2 separate regions of the Mus musculus genome follow, and region 2 is linked to region 1. A link is a contact called in public promoter capture Hi-C data. All regions are on one chromosome and are shown on one strand. The core of a region is the stretch at or near the end of the contact, and the rest is flanking DNA. Distances in the headings are between cores, read along the strand shown. Region 1 holds the start of 2010204K13Rik (RIKEN cDNA 2010204K13 gene). Region 2 holds the start of Suv39h1 (suppressor of variegation 3-9 1).

Region 1 (3,343 bases), core at 816-3,315:
CATACCATGCGTGTCCTTCTGGCTCTGGGTTATCTCACTCAGGATGAGATTCTCAAGTTCCATCCATTTAAAATAATGAGATCACAGGCCACATTTCAAGTGACCAGTAAGTTCCAAACCGTTACAGTATATAATATCTGAAGGAGACTTTATGTTCTATGTCTCACTTGGGGTTAGTGACAGAGGCATGAGACGCAAGCATGATTGGCTTTCTTGTTGCTAAGCAACAGTGATTTTTTTTCTTCCCCCCCAGAACAGGAACCGAGTGCAAACAGGAAGTGCCATGTTCCACCAAAGCTCCACTGGCTCCCTCTAGTGGCCATTTAGCAGTCACAGACAAAGCTAGAGATAAGGTACTTGCTCAAATGCCAAGGCTGCAGGCAAGCTCAACCATCCCCCCTGGATATTAAGTTCAATGCCAACAGGATTTCAGATGCAGCAATACCAAAGCTAGAATGATTCATCTCTTCCTCCTGAAAACATGTCCTGAGAGCAGAACTGGCCCTAGAAAACATCTGGCTGCATAGAAGTATCAGAATGGAGACACTGACTGTGGAAGAGAGAAAGACCTCTCTCTGGAAAGGGAGGGAGTCAGAAGCCCTATGGGAAACTGTAGATTATAAGACTGGGGCTGCCTCTAGATTTCCCTTAGTTAACAAGACACCAAAACAACACTCCTTAGGCTTCTCTTGAGATTAGGGGCCTGAAATGTCAATAAAAATATACACGTTCAAGGCAATGACCAACTTAGTTTGTTCATGAGGCACTGAGCTACGTAATACAATGGTAAATTAGACAGCATGATCCATACTCCAGTGGAGACCCTAGTCCAAAAACAACCCTCCCATTTGTTAACACATTACCTACCCAGAAAATAGCTTAAATGTAACCTAACCAAAAATTAGGCAGCTCTAGATTCCCAGGTGTGCCTGGGCCATACATCTCTCAAGCCTACTGTTGTTGGGAGAGCTGGATCTGGGAAAGGAAGACAAGATCTGAAGTACTCATGGTTCCCTGCCTTACCCAAGCATTTCTCAACAGTCCTTGTAATTTTTTCAGAAATCCTTCCATTCAGAGTCCTGCCTCCCTCGGATGGAAACCCAAGCTTAGCCTAGGGGAAGGACTATGCCCTAGTAGGTTCTACTGATTGGATGCTCTTCCATACAACTTTGGCTCATGAGGAAAACAAGAACTGCCTGGCAGAAGCCATGCCCCATGGATGTGATAGACCATGACCAAGGGACAGTAAGGATTAGAATCAACTAAGATTTATTTATCTTATGTGTTTGAGTGTTTAGCTCACATACATTTCTGCGCAGGGACACTGGTTTTCCTTCCTTAGGTAACAAGGTAGACGACAGATGATATAGATGATAGATGGCATGGGTATGTGTGTGTGCACGCCCCTCCCCCTCGACCTATTAGGGAGCTCAAAGAAACTTGTAGCTGGCTAGAAATCTGATTTAGAGACTAAGTAGTAGAAACATGTATGTTCCCTCTTCTTGTCCGCATGGACACTGCTGTGGTTGAGTTCCGAACTATGTCTCTAGAACATCCACAACATCTACTTGTGGAAACTAACACTTGGAGGTGGGAAGATGCATAAATAGTTGAGAGCACTTAATTCTCACAGAGGGTCTGGGTTCAATTCCTAAGACCCACGTGGTGGTCCATAACTCACGTTCGGGGGGGGGGGATCGATCCAATGCCCCTCTTGTAACCTCTGTAGTCACCAGCACGAACACCTTACACGCGCGCGCGCGCACGCACACACACACGCGCGCACACACGCACACACACGCACATTTTACCTTCTTTAAGTACCGGGGGCAGGGGGGAGGGGGGAGTTTCCCCGTGTGCTCGTGCACGCGCGCACGCACGCACGCGTAGGGAATGTAAGTAAAGCGTCTAGACAATAAGGACCTAAAATGAAAGAGCCATAAGCTACCTACTTACGTTTTTATTTCTCAGTTCTCCAAGTTCCAAATCATCCGGCCCACTAAGGTCCAAACTTGGAGGAAGCTCGAGTCTCTGCTTATTAACACGTGTCGCGGCACGGCTGACTTGTGCGTCACCAACCACAAGGTGGCGAAAGAGATTATCACATCAAACCAGCCTGCCTTCTGCCTCTTCTATACCATTATTTTGCTAAGCAGAAGCATTTCCTGAGCGTGAGTCATTCAATGAGCACAGTGGTCCTATGGATTGTGGCCCTATGGATTAGCTATGATTTCACAGATGAGCAAACCAAGAGCTGCAGATACCTGTGGAGTTTGGCTGTTACCTATTTTTAGTACTGCATCTGCATTTACACCAGCGTCACCACACACATATGAGTACTGTAGTGTTACTTATTTGGCAATTGCTCTGCCATCTTTTGGCAATAAGAATTTATTTCATCCTCATCACAGTCTTACAGGATCACCATCATATATGTGGTCTGTTGATCAAACATCATCATACAACACATGACTATATGTTTCTATATGTTATCTATGTTTTTACTTAAAGGTTTTTTATTATGAAAGAAACTGTATTCCTGGTAACAACTTTCAAATTATAATAATGAGTAAAAAGTCTCCTTTCTTCCCATTAGAACTAGTCAAAAGCGTAACTCCTCACATATTCCTTCATAATTTGTTTACAAATACATAAGCATACTTCATATGTTTATCTTACAATGCACACAAATATATTGTACACACTGTTCTACAGCTTGCTTTTTCTAATTAGGACAGTATCTTGATAGCAGATGTGAGCTGAGGCCACACTGGCCTGTGGACCTCATTTACAGATCTGGAGTAGGACGTGACTGTCCTCACCTGAGAACAGCAAGTGTGTCACCTGATATATTGCAGCCTGAGGTGACAATGAAATGTGGAAGAAGAGAGCGGACTCTCTGCAGCAGCAAGAAAGCGTGGTGAGGTGTAAGGCAAGCCTGTTAATGGGCAGCAAGTGGGACTGGTCCCCATCTCTGGTATATTCAGGTCCTTAAGCTATAGTTTTGAGAAAGTTCAGATTTGGATACAGGCAATGTTCACAGTGCCTTTGGGGACAGGGCACCTCTTTACACCACCGCACAGTGCCAACGTGTGGAAACCCTGTGGGGTAGTAATTGGTAGCATTTTAAAGGTGACAAAATTGAGACTCAAAGAGGACAAGGCTCCCAAGGCTACCCTACTTGAAGCAGCACCTCCCCTTACCTACCTTGTCAGTACTTACAGGACCCTGGGGAACTATTGGCTATTGGTAGACTCTGGAAGACCGGATATCATTATCTTCAGATATGTACCCACTAGGGAAGCCAGCCAGGTCCAGTGCATAACTCCACAGTTACAGTCAC
Region 2 (3,682 bases), core at 1,080-3,579, 650 kb after region 1:
CAGTTGATTCCAAGAAGATTTACAGCACACACTGCAACCTAGAATGAGAAGGCCAAAGACTCACAAAAATGTAATCGACGGGCCTTACCCAAAGCTAAGATCCTCTGCAACAGGAAGTGCCAATTCCTTGAACCCTAATGCTCAATTCTCAGGGCAACACCTGGAAATAAGCCTACACACCAGGAAGCATCAACCTGTCTTTCCCTGCACATGGAAGGGTCCAGTTCTCCTATCAGAGGACCTATGCCCTCATCTGGGAGAATCTTCTACTCCAAACTCTGGCCCCCTAACTCTGGAATGGCAAGGATGAAGTGGCGCTTGTAGCAATGGGCCCGTCCATAAAGGGATCCACTGGCAGAACATCCAAGGCCTTAAGCTGCCTGCAGACTTACCTTCGGTCAGAGCCTTAAGCAATGCTCTTTGCACTTTGCAAAAGACTGGGGTGCGTTAACTAAGAGAGTCAGGGTAGGACAAAAATCCCTAGGGCAACAAACAGAGGTGTTGCTATAAAGTCTTCACTTATCTGAAACTCCTGGGCCACTGGATTTTGGAATTCAAACATTTGGGAATTTTACACAAGTAATTTTAGGCGAATTCCTGGCATAGGACATTAAGCCATCTATACTCAAAACACATTAACAGCAAACACATCTATAGCAAAAGCCTTGATTTTTCACATTAAATATTCTCACTGAATAATTTCACTTTTAAAAATCCCTTGCCATGATTAGTGACACATTTAAGAAAGACTTTTATTTCAAAGGACTTTAGGTTTTGTAATTATAAAGATTGTAGAAAGATATTACATTAAACTGGGCATAGTGGTGCATACCTTTAGACCCAGGAAAGGCAGAGACAAGCTGATCTCTGAGTTCTAGGACAGCCGTAGTCTGTCTCAAGGAAAAAAAAAATCCCTGTCTCGGGGGTGAAAAGTACAACTCAATTCGAAGGGATCTGCTCTCAATTCAGGAACATGTAAACAATACATGTGGTAGGTAAGCCCCGACAATGACTCTTGGTCACCAAAATTATTGTTCAAGAGAAGCGGATTTAAAGTATACACATTTTTTTGCTTCAGAGCACATCCCTTCTTCAACGTAATTTTAGAAGCCATTTTTAAAAAATCAAAATATGTCACAAAACCACTTGATGCTAGGTGTATGCTGTCAGTAGCCAATGCCATCTTTTAAGGATGGTTTTTTTCTCCTCCCATCATACGACTCAAATCTAAAACAATCCTAATAAGATGCTCTAGATGGTAACCTAAGAACACACAAACACTTCAAAAGAAAAAAAGATCACTGCGTACATATACACTGATCCTTTTTTATCCAAGGCCCAGCAGAGACTAATCCCTCTCCTCCGAGGCCTCTCGGTTCCCGGAGCCTCTAACCTGCGTCTGGAACGCCTTTGAAAGCCCCAAGAAGTGGCCTGCAAATACCATTTGCAGTGCCAGCAGCCGCACTCCTCCCCACCGCAGCTCCGGCTCACACTTGTGGAATCTCTTCTCAGCGCTCTACTCGAGGCCGAGGAGCCCGCCCAGCACGCACAAGTCACCCCTCTTTTCCTGCACATGGAGGAGCCGAGCCCTCCTCTCACCGAGGCCCCCCCACCAAGTCCCGCTTTCCGGGGAGACTCGTCTACCCGAAAACCCTGCCCCCATCTCGCCTCGATCCCTTTCCCACCTAGAGTCGCCGGCTCCCCCATTTTGAGAAGGGGGTCCGTTCCACTTCTTCCTCCCCTTCCGGCGTCTCCCGTGGAAACCGAAAGGGTAACGGTCACTGAGAGCCGCCTTTTCCCGCGCGTGGCCGCAACCTTCTCCTTCAGGACTCTCTCTCACGCGCGTAGGCGCGCCGGCCAGCCGCGCGCGGCCGAGAAACCCCGCGCGCGGCCTGCGCAGCCCCGCGCCCCCCGCGGCCGAAGCACGCGCCCCCTCCCCTCAGCCCCGCCCTGCCCGCGCGCCGGGCCCGCGCTCTCGGCCCCCACGTTTGCCGCGCCGGCCTTCCAGCTCCAGGCTCCGTAGCTCCGGACGCCTGGCCTGGAGCCCCGGCCACCTTCCCTCCATTCTACTCGGCCGGGCCAGTAGCTCGCGTCTCTAGCACCACAGCTTCACCTTTTAAATTTTCCGCCATCTTTCTCCACAGCTAACAACATTCGGGCCTAACCGGCCTCGCGAGAAGAGAGCGCGCGCGGGCGTGGCCGGGGACGCGCAGTCGATTGGCCGCTCCTCGCCGCTCGCAGCTCCGGCTCGGACCAACCGCGGAGCTGTGCCTGGACTCCTCCCGTCACCAGGAGTGGTCTCGAGAGCCCGTGCTCGCTGCCTTTATTCAGAGTGCGCCTGCGCAGTAGCAAAGCTTGCCTTTGCTCCAGGACCCGCCCCTTGTCAGTCATATTGCTAGCCAATCGCGGCGTCAGCCAGTCATAAAGGGCTTGTTTTGTGCAACCCCAATTCTGCCAGTCATTTATTTTAACCTCGCGCAGGCATTCACTGCCAGGGTGGACCTAGAGCCATATATATAGGTGCTCAGCCAGTCACCTGATTGAAATAAATAATAAGTCGGTCGCCGCCATCAGATGTCCGTTTCCATCACTCGCTTCTTCATTCACACTCAGTCAATAGTAGCATCCATCTGTGCCCTGCAGCCGTCTGAGTTCATAGAAGCACAACCCTTGTCAGGCAGCCTGCTATTCCCTCAAACTGTCCCCATCACATTGTTAGCCAGGCAGCCCTTTCTCCATCTTCCTTGAAGGAGACGTCTCAAACTCCAATGGCCACCCATGTCCCGAAGTGGACTGGGATTAGGTCAGGACAAATTATTGTCAGCACCCATGTAAGAGCCACACCCAGCGACAAAGTGCTGGAGGAGGGAGACAGGAGCCCCAAGCTTGCTCTTAGAGGACAGAACCCATTCCTGTAAGCTGTCCTCTGTTCACACCTGCACTTTGGTAGGTGTATACACACATACCCCAAATAAATTTAATATTAAAAAAAATACAATGAGATCAATCAAGGATGATGCTTACCATTGACCTTTGACCTACATATGTGTCTGCATACACACATACACACACCCAATAAATGTAATAAGAATTAAAAAGAAAATGGATCACAATCAAGGGAGATGCCTGCTGTTGACCTCTAGCCTACATATGTGTATGCACACGTACACAGTCCACAGTAACACGCACATATACCAGAAGAGTTAGAAAGAGCCAGGATTTCGCAAAGTGCAATTATTACAGATTTACAGACGTATTCATATCTCTAGTGTCAACAAGACATGAGAAACCCTATACTGCACAGCAGGAGGACAGAGTTACGTGCTACACAAACTTCAATGTGGCCCATCAATTATTTTTCTAAATCCATTTCACTAAATATCAGCTTAAAGTAATTTGGGCATCAGTAGTTATCATGAAATGCTTCCCTGACTTATCTTTTTTTTTTTTTTAGATTTTCTTTTTTTTTCCTTTTTTTAAAAATTGGTTATTTTATGTATTTACATTTCAAATGTTAAACCTTTTCCCTATTTTCCCCCTGGAAACCTCCTATCCCATCCTCCATCCTCCCTGCTTCTATGAGGGTGCTCCCCTACCACCACCAAACCACTCCCGCCTCACCACCCTAGCATCCCCTTACTTGCTGGGGCATCGAGCTTCCACAGGACCAAGGGCCTCCCCT

What was found. Promoter capture Hi-C pulls out the DNA fragments that hold promoters and counts their contacts.
Region 2: a contact with region 1 is called in a promoter capture Hi-C map of pre-B cells, with 9 times the contacts expected there. The contact joins the promoter of Suv39h1 here to the promoter of 2010204K13Rik in region 1. A contact is called at or near these places in 6 of 39 promoter capture datasets (the SN4741 cell line, cranial neural crest, liver and 3 more), 1 of 115 datasets of contacts at active chromatin or transcription factors (astrocytes) and 1 of 9 other capture datasets (liver).

What each region holds. Positions count from the first base shown.
Region 1 is chrX:7,420,923-7,424,265 of GRCm38.p6, forward strand. 2010204K13Rik (RIKEN cDNA 2010204K13 gene) reads right to left here and starts at 2,066. Exons shown (of 2, transcript NR_027924.1): 1 at 1,957-2,066.
Region 2 is chrX:8,072,431-8,076,112 of GRCm38.p6, forward strand. It overlaps Suv39h1 (suppressor of variegation 3-9 1), which reads right to left and starts at 2,330. Exons shown (of 6, transcript NM_011514.2): 1 at 2,114-2,330; 2 at 1-38. The coding sequence starts at 2,132.